Linked DNA regions of Sorghum bicolor: region 2 is linked to region 1. Evidence: chromatin contacts called from public HiCAR-type data. All regions are on one chromosome and are shown on one strand. Each heading gives the region's core, a stretch centred on a gene start, on an enhancer-like site or on the middle of the called end of the contact. The rest is flanking DNA. Distances are from core to core; before and after follow the strand shown.

Evidence for each region. HiCAR-type assays count read pairs that join an accessible place to other places.
Region 2: a contact with region 1 is called in a HiCAR-type map of leaf, with 3 times the contacts expected there. The contact joins the promoter of LOC8074638 here to the promoter of LOC8074636 in region 1. A contact is called at or near these places in 1 of 4 Hi-C or Micro-C datasets (leaf mesophyll) and 1 of 1 datasets of contacts at active chromatin or transcription factors (leaf).

What each region holds. Positions count from the first base shown.
Region 1 is chr4:3,389,178-3,395,236 of Sorghum_bicolor_NCBIv3, forward strand. LOC8074636 (probable protein phosphatase 2C 45) reads left to right here and starts at 1,525. Exons shown (of 8, transcript XM_002451504.2): 1 at 1,525-2,063; 2 at 3,301-3,434; 3 at 3,559-3,657; 4 at 3,750-3,908; 5 at 4,122-4,208; 6 at 4,307-4,398; 7 at 4,580-4,654; 8 at 4,734-5,275. The coding sequence starts at 1,540. The coding sequence ends at 4,916.
Region 2 is chr4:3,431,572-3,437,662 of Sorghum_bicolor_NCBIv3, forward strand. It overlaps LOC8074638, which reads right to left and starts at 2,666. Exons shown (of 2, transcript XM_002453257.2): 1 at 2,499-2,666; 2 at 702-2,064. The coding sequence starts at 2,528. The coding sequence ends at 1,024. It overlaps LOC8069973 (a long non-coding RNA gene), which reads left to right and starts at 4,757. Exons shown (of 3, transcript XR_002452699.1): 1 at 4,757-4,913.

The DNA.
Region 1 (6,059 bases), core at 275-2,774:
AAGATACACATGTTAGACTTAGAACAAACCAAATATGACACTTAAAAAAAAGGAAAAGGAGTATCAACTAACAAGTCCTTTTTCTTTATCAAGAATTATTGTAACCTTGTTCGTTTGGCTGATAAGCCATGTCAAAAATAACTGTTTGTTTGATTTGTTGTGAGAGAAAAACACTGCTGAGCAGATTCGATCGATAAGCTCAAACGAACATGCTGCTGAGCAGATTCGATCGATAAGCTCAAGCGAACAGGCTGATATTTATTTATATTATCTTATAAAAGATCTTCATCGTATTCTATAATTCAGAATCGATCGGATCAGAAGCGAATTCTTACCCGCATCGTGTGCCTGCCTGATGTTCTTTCTCTTTCCATCCTTTTCTGCCGAAAGAACCTATTCCTCTGCATGGGCCCAGCAATGCTCTGCATGCACGTGACGACTGACGACTGACGACGCAGAGGACTCCCACATCCCGTGCATGCATGTGCCATGGACGGTCTCAGGACGAGCACGAAAATGGCAGCCATCATCTGTTCAAAGGCCGAAAAGTAAAAAGTTTTCGATACTGCAGCATATTCGTTTGTTTGTGACAAATATTATCTAATCATGGACTAACTAGGATCAAAAGATTCGTATCGTGATTTACAGCTAAACTGTGTAATTAGTTTTTTGTTTTCATCTATATTTAATGTTTCATGTATGTGCCACAAGATTTGATGTGACGAGGAATCTTGAAAACTTTTTGGTTTTCACGGTGAACTAAACAAGTCCCAAGTTCGTTATAAGCTTTGGCCTTGTTCAGTTCGCAAAAAATGGTGAAAAACGGCACTGTAGCACTTTCGTTTTTATTTGACAAACATTGTCCAATTATAGAGTAACTAGACTCAAAAGATTCATCTCGCGGTTTACAGATGAACTGTGCAAATAGTTTTTGTTTTCATCTATATTTAATGCTCCATGTATGTGCCGCAAGATTTGATTTGACGGGGAATCTTGAAAAATTTTGCGAACTAAACAAGGCCTTTGCCTACTGTTGTGTCCGCCCATTTTTTTTTCCCCCTCGAACTTGTGTAGCAACTGCAGTTGACGCGCGATCCTGGTATATACCCGCGTCACGGCCGTCGTCGCCCACGCTGCCCACACACATGTCCACGACGCGTGCGTGCGCATCTCGAGGGCACCGCCCTCATCATCATGACATTGCCTCGCCGGCCGGCCTGGAGCGCGGGAGCGAGATCCAATGGCAATGGAGCGGCGCGCGCGGGATGTTGCATGGAAACCACGACGTCCTCCGTCTACTCGTCCTCCGTGCGTGCATGAGAGACGTGACGTTCTGGACGTATGGTGAGACCTTATTTATACATCCAAAACCTTTTGAGTTTGACTACTATACTTACAAGATTTGTTTTTTAAATTACATTGTAATTAGTTATCTTTTATATTTATATATATAATATTGTTTTGTGTATGTTTTGTAAGATTTAATGTGACGAAAAATCTAAAAAGAAATGAATCTGACCCTGCGACGGAAGGTGAGTGATGGAGCAAGCGCAACAAGGCAGCACCCCGACGACGACCGTGAGCGACAGGACAGGCGGCGAAGAAGAGCTCGCCCGGGGGCCGGGGGCGTTGACCGGGTCCGGGTCCCGGTCCGTCCAGTCGCGGCGCCTCCCGCCACGTCATCCGCCTCGCCGACCGTTCTCGTCCACTCCTCTGCTTTCCTTCCTCAAAGCGAGCGAGCGAGCAGCTCTCTTCCTTTCCCTTCGCTTCGGCTTCCCTTCCCTTCCCTTGCACACCTCCCTCTCCTCGCGTCCATCCGTTTCCCTCCCACCTCCCCTCCCACCCTGTGCGCCTCTTTTCATGCGCGAGGAGGGGCCGTGGGGACCACCACCACCACCGGCACCGGCACCTCCATCCGCGCGCCTCTCGCTCTCGCTGGTGGTGCTCCTCCTGCTCGCGGGGCCCTCCTCCTGCTGGTGCTGCCAGGGCCGGGAGGGCGGCGCGGAGGTGGCGCGCATGGGGCTCGCCGGGGACGGGTCGGCGGACACCGCCCAACACCTCAGGTTAATTTTTCCATCCCCTCTCGCTCCTCCTCCTGCTTTCGCTTTCGCCCCCCATCTATCTGGTTGACTTCGCCGTGGGCAACGAGAGCCTAGCCTACCTTTTTCAGGAGGCTATGGCGCCTCGGTCGGAGCCGAGATCCGTGGGCAGCGGGGACGAGTTATACTACTGTACCACCCTCTCCCTGGCTTGTCTGACGATGCTGTGGCTGTGGATTTCGGGACACCGGACTCGAGCGCGACCGGCCCAGCCTCTCACTTAGATCTACCCAATTGTTACTGTAACCTACCTTATTTGTGTTCACTTGTTTGATCATGTTGATTACGATACGAGGGTCCAACGATGGCGGGTTACTTGCTTGCCCTGGGATCAGATCGTTCGGGACCTTTCTTCTGCCTCTTCTCATAATTGGATTTGAGGACTATCATTTTTTCTTCCACTTTTTATGTTCGTGTGCCTAAGCCTCAGGATCTATTACGATTTGGGTCGTGCATGCTTATCTAAGGCCTCGTTTAGTTGGCAAAATTTTTTGTTTTTGGTACTGTAGCATTTCGTTTTTATTTGACAAACATTGTCCAATTACGGAGTAACTAGGCTCAAAAGATTCATCTCACAAATTACAGGTAAACTGTGCAGTTAGTTTTTATTTTTGTCTATATTTAATGCTCCATGCATGCGACTAAAGATTCGATGTGACGGAGAATCTTGAAAATTTTTGTGAACTAAACAAGGCCTAAAGCTCCACTAACTAGACCTCGTAACTTTTTATTTTTTTATTCAGGATTTTCCATGTTTTGATATGCTAATTAACCATATCGGCCGTGCCGATGTATTGGGTCACTGAATGTGGCCTTTTGCAAATAAGACGTTCCTCGCATCCATGCTCTTTGAATACTAACAAGTTCTGACTAGCTACATGTGTTTGTCTGAAAGTCTGTCTATATTTGATTTGGTAGTCAATGGTTGACAAGATTATGTTTGTTTTCTATAACATAACTTGTTATGCTAACGTGTTAAATGGTATTCCAAGCTAATTAAAACAGAAATAAAAAGTTTCTGTTATGGGAGTTAGATGTTTTTTTTTGGATTATAGAGCATGCAAACTTCCTATCAGCTCAATCAGTGTATTATTGATGTCATATGAAATTCCTTGTACTGAATTTCTCTCTGGTATGCATAGCGTGCAATGTCATATAAGTCCGAAATCACACTTGTTTGACACAACATTCCCCCTTGCAGTAATAGTGAAAATGGGCGGTTCAGTTATGGAGTTGCGAGTTCTCCTGGGAAAAGAGCATCGATGGAGGACTTTTATGAGGCAAGGATAGACGACGTTGACGGAGAGAAAGTTGGAATGTTCGGTGTATATGATGGTATGTACTGCATAGTGACCTCTGAAGTGATACCAATTCCGTTGGTTCTCCTAATGGCAGCACTCCCTGATGAAGTTGATATTTTGAGTTGTAAGGTGAGCATGGTTTTCTGTTTCTGTTGTAGGTCATGGAGGAGTCAGAGCAGCTGAATATGTTAAGCAGCATCTTTTCAGCAATTTAATCAAACACCCAAAGTTCATCACTGATACCAAGGCTGCTATTGGTGTGTTCATATTAACTATAGTGGACTTTCGACTTGTACACTGAGTGATTGCGATATGGTGATCCTGATATCCTTCTATTATTTTGCTGCAGCCGAAACTTACAACCAGACAGATTCAGAATTTCTTAAAGCTGACAGCAGTCAAACTCGAGATGCTGGCTCAACTGCCTCAACAGCTATCATTGTAGGTGACCGTTTGCTTGTTGCAAATGTTGGAGATTCTAGAGCTGTTATTTGTAAAGGAGGACAGGGTAAGTTTATCATCGGTAACATGACATATCTTAGTGTCTGCTCTTATACTTCAACTTGTATCAGAAGCTTTCAAATTATTGTATGCTGTGTATTTTCCTGGACGAGTATTTCCCCATGACGAATGGATAAGCAGAACATCAGGATTTCAAGCTAATCGTGTTCCACTTATATTCAATACATTTTTTTTATGTCTTCCCCGTCTTGCCCTGCAGCGATTGCGGTTTCAAGAGATCACAAACCTGATCAGACAGATGAGAGACAAAGAATTGAGGATGCAGGGGGCTTTGTTATGTGGGCTGGTATTGATTCCTCTGAATCTATCCATAAAAAGAAACCATCTATCATATTATGTGGAATTACTGTTATTTCTACTGTTTGATTTATTCGAAATTTGCAGGGACATGGCGAGTGGGTGGTGTTCTCGCTGTCTCTCGAGCATTTGGTGATAAACTCTTGAAGCAGTATGTTGTCGCTGACCCTGAAATCAAGGTTTGTCATGCACTTCTGTTTTATCATGGATTGTCTCAATGGTTTTCCAAACATATCATGGTTTGAGGAAGTATGGTGAATTTGTAATGAGTGCTAATAAATGGAGATTCCATCATAAGCAATGTCATACATCAAGTTCCCCCCTTAGCCATCTGAAAACGACTTTTGCTATTGCAATCAGGAGGAGGTGGTCGACAGCTCCCTCGAATTCCTCATCCTTGCTAGTGATGGACTGTGGGATGTTGTCACTAATGAGGTACCTACAAATGTTACTAAATATTTCCTTCAGTGCAAGGGTCTGTCTATCACTCTACCTGACATAATGTATTTTCCAGGAAGCTGTTGCCATGGTCAAGCCAATTCAGGACCCCCAGGAAGCAGCAAACAAGCTTCTCGAAGAAGCTTCCCGGAGGGGAAGCTCCGATAACATCACAGTTGTCATTGTCCGCTTCCTAGATGGAACTACCGGTGATAAATCAGGCGAAGACAAAGAGACCACCAATGACCAAAACTCCTAGTTGTCTCCTGTAGGGCTGCATCATGCGTGTGTGATCTTCTGGCTGCTGTATCTGATGCTCAAAGTAGATGCTCCGTGTGTCTTGGCTGCTGTTCCGCATTCCGTAAGGAAACTGACTGCCCCCATCGTCGTCCTGATGCTGCTCATGCTCCTGGCTGCAGAATGACGAATAGGGCTGGTGTAGTTACAGTATGGTCCCCTTTTCCCCATCTTTCCGTTAAGCTCAGTGATGTAGCTGTCCGTGCTGTTGATTCATGAAATCATGCTAGAGATTTTCCTGGCAGTAAGTGCGTGTAAAACTGTCGAACTATTTGAACGAAAGTTGTACACTGCAGTATGTAACAATTATATCTCCCTACATTCGCCTTGTGGTGTTCGGCTGTCATGGACCTGAATGCTACCAAGCCGGGACGGAGGTGAGCTATCAACTTTACTCGGGTGTACAAAAATCGGAAGGTCGAAATTCTAAAGAAGTGCGTGGATTATCGTATTATACTATGCAAATTAACTGTTTTACATATATGAATTTTGACCTAAACAAGAATGAAATTATATAATTAGGAACGTGCAAATGTATGGAAGTAAAAGAAAGGGGAATCTTTGAACCATGCTAAAAAACATGATGCCTCTAGGACCATATGAGCATGTAATTTTTGGTGATGCCTTTGGGATAAAGCACCACGCTGATGATAGCTTGATTGCACAGTCTGAAGTCTGAACCGTACGAGCAGGTAATTTTGGTGATGCCTCTGTGATAATGCATAACGCTTAAATGCGACCATGTTGATCTTTTTTTGCTTATATTACTGGAGTAGATGTGATTGCTGGGTTGCTTGCTGTATTATGTGTTGGAAGCATAAATGGGACTGGGCCACACCGTGACGAATTGTTAGGCCCTATAAAGAATTGGTTTGGAATGATTTAGGTCCATTAGAAAACTAACTGAAACGGGTCTTGGCTCAAAAAATGTAACAGGCTAAAAGAAACGGGTCAACATGTTAATAGTCTCTAACATGAGCCACACAAGCCCACTATGGACCAGCTTGCAACAAGATTTAGCCCATAAATCGGGTCGCTCATTACATGGGCCTTATTGGGCAACAAGTCACTTTTGTGATGAGGCACAGATATAATTGTTGCCACG
Region 2 (6,091 bases), core at 1,416-3,915, 44 kb after region 1:
ATAAGGGCACATACACTCCTGCTGGACCCCTGGCTCCGCCCCCTGCCAACATACATAACCAGTATATGTTTACTTTGTTGGGGTTTTTTTTGGACTTTCAATAGCTTAAAAGCAAGAAAAGATCGAACCTGTGAAAGAATGTATTCGGAATGAATATATTCAATGGAGCGTTCCCTTATCGAAATGAGATTAATCTATGCAGGTAACCTTTCCCTTCTCCAGATGAGGTTGATATGTGCAAGTAGAACTGTGTTTCTCTCCTCTGGATGAGGTAGAACTATTTGTTTGTTTCCTATATGTGTTTCTTTTCTTGGGATGCCTCCTATATATATTTATGTTATCCGAGATCCAGAGAGAGTATGATATATGATTATTTGTCCATCCTTCTCTCTTGTTACCATTCATGGTGGTAAGAGGTTAGTGAGAGGAGAAGCTCTTGTTAAGAGGGTAATGAGAATATGATTCTTTGTGAATCCTGGTGGTCTCTTGTTACCATTCATGGTAGCAAGAGGTTAGTGAGAGGAAAAGCTCTTGTTAAGAGGGTAGTGTGAGAGAAAAAGCATAGACGCATGAAGCGCTCTCTCGTACGCACAACCAAACTAGCTAGGTGCATGCATCGCCGATGCAATAGTATGTTGGTTCAAACGTTCCGAATCTCATCACAATGAACAAATTCTACCAAATTAAAACACTCATGTATCTAGGGAGGAATAAAACCGATGAATTATATAATTATATAAGAAGAATTTCTGCAGAAGGCAACATCGGTCTCCCCCCATTTTCCCTCCTCCTGTGTAGATGGAGAACGCCATGACGCTATATACATGGTTTGCCACGAATTAACCGGAGTTAATTAGTAGTAAATAGGGATTAATTAGCGCCGTGCATGCATGCGGCGACGGGCTGGCCAGGATTTTATAATAGTAATTAATAATTAAGGCGAAGATCGACACGAAGCGTGGTGGAGGATCGATATGATGCATGCGGACGTCGCCGTCGCGGTGGCTAGCTTGCATGGTGGTTTTAGGCCGACTTCCGGAACTGGTGCAGCGGCTTGCCGGCGGCGACGACGGCGGCGTCCTTCTTGGTGTCCATGACGGTCTCGAAGGCGCCGACGAGCGCCTTGACCCTGCTGCACTGGCGCTTCTCCAGCAGCTTGGTGCGCGCCTCCTCAATGACGTCGTTGCTCCGCACCACCTCCCGGCGACGCGGCTGCTCCGACTCCGGCCGCGCCTCCATCGCCGTCTTCACCCGGCTGCCCTGGAACCTCCGCATCGCCTCCTTCTTCTCGTCCGCCTCGTGCTTCTTGATCGCCTCCTTCACCACCGTCACGAACTTGTCCGCCACCACGTCGTCCTCGGCTGCAGCGGCGGCGACGACGACGACGACGGGCTCCGGCACCGGTTCCGGTGCAGGCGCCGCTCCTTTCTTGGGGGTCTCCACCTCCTCGTCTTCCGTGGTTGCGGCGGCGGCGGTCTCCTTCCATTCAGAAACGACCGGCGCAGGCGGCGGCGAGTCCTCGCGTATGATCTTCTCAGGCACGATCTCGTGGTGGTAATCGTCGTGGCGCTGCTGCTGCTGCTGCGGCTCATCCTTCACGCTGCCCACGGCGCAGCCGCGAGCACCGTTGCCGCAGGCGACCTCGGCACATGCAGGCGGCAGCCCCGCCGCCGCGTCGGAGACCTTGCAGCTGCTGGAGGCGAGCACCGAGGCCCGTTCCTCGGCGAGGTCCTTGACCGTCCTGACGCGGCCGCGCGACCTGCTGCGTCGGAACGCGCGGGCGGCGCGCTGCATGAGGCGCCTGGGCGACCACAGCGACGCGTAGTACGCGGCGGCGGCCGCCGCCGCCGTCGGCTTGGGCTTGCCCTGCTGCTGCTGCTGCTGCTTGTCGTTGGGCGGGGACGACAGCATGCGGCCGAACGACGAGCACGACGACAGCCCGGGCGTGTTGGGCACGGTCACCGGCTGGTGCGCCGGGTTGGAGCTGAACGGCGACGGCGGGTCGGCGAGCTCGCTGGCGCTCCGCGGCAGGGACCGCGACGGCGCCATGGCCTGCTTTGGGGGCTGCAAACAAATTGTATAATGATGATTTATAAGAGATCCGTGCTGTCGTTGGAGAATTCATTATATACGGTTGCAATAACCTATAAGAGATATATGTAGCAAATCAAGACTTCATCTCATAACTTTTGACTTAGTTTCCAAGATACTATTTTCCTTCATAATATCTCTGGCTCTATACATCTACATATCTATATCTATATATATATATAAACTTATATATATCTAGTTTATATTATATATAATATAATAACAATATTAAAGATAAATGAAAATTCTTCTATGTATCTTTTTAGTTCTGATGACGATGATGCCCTCGTGCCATTATGAATCAAAATTATATATAATAATAACATAAACAAACATATAGTATAGAGAGAATTAATAAAAAAAAATCTTTTTTTAACCATGATGAATGGCGAAGTACATATACGTACCTCCAGCTTGACCTTGGTATTGACCTTCATGGTGGAGATCGAGGTGAAGAAGACGAGGATCAGAGGGCCATCTGAAGCCCTCGCAGACGGCCCAGGCTTGGCGGCGGCGCGGCGGAGGACGGTGGACGGGCGGCGGCGGCCAGCCCAGGCCAGGCGTGCAGGGAGGGGGAGGACGAGTCCTGGAACTCCCAACGGTCCGGTTTAAGAGAGGCCCGGGTGCCCCACGTGGCAGCGTCCCCAGCCGCTCTTCTACACCTACGGCTCCGAGGGTAGTTAGCGGCGGTTATTTCGGTTACCCGCTGGCTTTAGGCTATCTTTGACCATGTGACCATGCACGTCACTGTTGATTCCTTCAAAAAATTTTACATCAAAAAACAAAAAAAGGAAAATGTAAAAGATACAGGGCTACATGATCGCTAGTTGCCTGTATTTTAGTAGTTACCAGTTTTTGGATTTTTACTAGGCCTTGTTTAGTTCGCAAAAATTTTTCTAAGACTTTCTGTCACATCGAATCTTTGGTCGCATGCATGAAGCATTAAATATAGACGAAAATAAAAACTAATTGCACAGTTTATCTGTAATTTGTGAGATGAATCTTGTGAGCCTAATTACTCCATGATTGGACAATGTTTGTCAAATAAAAACGAAAGTGCTACAGTAGCCAAAAACCAAAATTTTTACGAGCTAAACAAGGCCGACTCTTGTAGTTGCCAGTATTTTGTTAGTGTCTTTCGTACTTGCTAGTTTTTTATTTTGTAATCAGTAGTGTGACTCAGCGCTAGTAATTTTTTTAGTACTTGTCGCTATTTTTTTCACAACATCTGGTCGCAAAAAGAATACTGATTAGGGACCATAATAAAAAAAAATTAGGGTTACAACACCTATACTGATTAGGGGAAGTGGCAGAGATGTTGATTTGAGGGGGCGTAGTATGGATACTGATTAAGGTTGCAGGGATGTTTGGATTAATTTGTGGCAAGAAATTAAAATTGTCTGGAATTGACAGGTGCGCTATTTCCCTTCTTCAAAATCCATCAAATAAAAAATAACTCAACTCAAGCTTGTTTTTTAATGCTAGAAAAACACTAAATGCAATGAATGTAGCTACAATACTGTTAACAACACAATTCGGTTCGACCTCAAAATGTTGACAGCGCAATTAGATTGGATCCTCTCGGCTCTCGCAGTCACACTCACAACGGCGAGCAAACTATTAAATAATAAGCACCCTAGCTTGTAGATTGAATTGGTACAACCAAAAAACTGTGAACATGATTGGTTTTCAAGAGTCTTGAACATTATTGGTGATTTAGATAGTACGTAGTCTGCAGTTAAATGTACAGGGCTAACTTTGAAAACTTAAGGTCAGTTGTTCATATTAAGTCATTTAATTAGATTTAGATATGAGATGAGTTGTGGAAACATGCCTGAATCAGAGATATGATAAAGAGCAGGAAGTCCTGCAGCAGAAGATTAATCAGAAGTTCAGAACTATAGTAAAAATCACACTCCTAGAGATCGAATGACTATATAGGCACGCTTAAAAAAGCAATCAGCTTTCAAACTGTACATACTAAACCAAAGTGACCATATCCTGCAGGGTCCTACTCATATTTTTATCAATTATATCAACTTACCTGAACTGATATCACGTCTATAAGCCAATAGAGAATGTCGATCAGATCACCTGTCAATGATACAACACGTGGTGGCTCATTTTACGTCATTAGTATACGTATTTAAAATAATTTTCTTTCAGGTTAATTTTCTTTCAGGTTGAGATAACACATTCAGGTTTAGCAAAAGCCAAATATACAGACGTCATACTATTTACTGTATCGAGGAAGAAAAATTGCACAAAAGATCATTTGATGATTTAACACTCACATATATAAAAACGGGTTCCAATTAAGGCATTACGTAGCAAGTATAGAAGCACCCATGCATGATTGCACAAAACATGGACAAACACACGCCACTAATTCATCTGCACTGCTGACCGCTTGTCGGAATTTTGAAGCAGGCATCTGTTGATGGAGATCAGAAGAACTAAATTAGGCCTCGTTCGTTTCGGCCGGAATGGCCCGTTTCGCTGCTCAATCCGTGTGGATTGCCACCGGCCCGTTTTGAAACCAGATCCGCCTCAACTTGTCGTTCGGTTTGGGCTGGCCCAGGAAAGAAATCTGGCCTGGTTTGGCCATTCCACCCCTTTCCACGTCTGGAACAAAGCCCGACCTCCTACCCTCCGGAACGGAGTCAGGCCTGAGACGGCGCAGTCGAGCACCACGAGCAGTCGAGACCCCGCAGCTGCAGGCCGTAGTGGAGGCGACGGCGGCGACGGCGGGGCGGTGCGAGACGACGGCGACGCGACCGACTCCAACCCTACGTCCTTCCCCTTCTTCGTCCTTCTCGCCGGTGATCCCTCGCTCTCCCCTTCGTCCTCGTCTTCTCTCCCTCCTCTAGGGTTCTTGGATCTTGGGCATGGTGGTTGCGATTGATCGCTGGGCGACGACGCGCGCGTCGGCGACTCTTGGTGCGTTCGCGCTGAGGTCGAGCACCCGCAGGCTCCACAGGCGGGCCAGCTCCTTCGGCGCGGCACCGCGAAGTGCGTTCCGGTAGTTGTGGTACACGGGGTCGAATGCCGACTCCACCACGAACGCGCCGTCGTGGAAGTAGACGAGCACGGGGAGCCTCCTCCCGCCTCCGCCTCCGCCACTGGCGGCCACGGGGCGACGGCTCGGCCGGTACAGCCGCACCGCGAGGCCCGTCCTGTGGTCCACGACGACGTCCCTGGAGGCCACCCCGGTGCGCGAGTCCATGGACGCCGGGACGAACGTCGTGCCCATTAACCGCTGCACGCGGCCGCTCTTGTACTGGATTAGGAACGGCGAGAAGTCGAACTTCACCTCCATGTTTGGGTCCGTCGCCCTGCTGCGGAATGCCGACGACGCTGCTGCTTCCACCACCGCTGCTCCTCCCCTCGTCGCCGCCTCCCCTGCTCTGAGCAACAACGCGCAGAGGCAGAGCCCAGCGGTGACGAGCAGGACAGGGGAAGCAGCCATGGCCTCCGAACAACAACATATATACTGGTCCTCCGGATCGGATTTGTTTATCTTTCCCTCTGTTTCTTTATTCAGAGAGATCCAATTTCTGTTCTAATAACTAAGAGAGGAGCGGATGTGGCCTTGCTGTGTCAAATTCTTGAGATCGAGAGCATTAGTTGGGGCATCACCATTCAGGCATTCACCAATCACACCGCTAGTAGTAGTTTAACTCTCAAAACTGTTACCAGTCGTAGCAGTGTTTCAGCTTGACAGCATCTTCCTAATCCGTGTGGTCAGTGAAAAGTGAGATGCCTTTTCCCAATTTCCCTGGCCAATGAGCTTATCAGCCTGCTTACGTACAGCATATAATAGTGTGTGGTTACCTCTGACTGCACTACTATGTAGCAGCATGTTTATTTACCATTGGCGTGTTTTTGTTAGGAGTGTACAGTACCTACTTGCAGTTTGCATGCATCAGCACAACATGTTACAACAACTTGGCTTAAGAATGTTTTACTGTTCTATACTCCTATGTGATTGTAATATTAT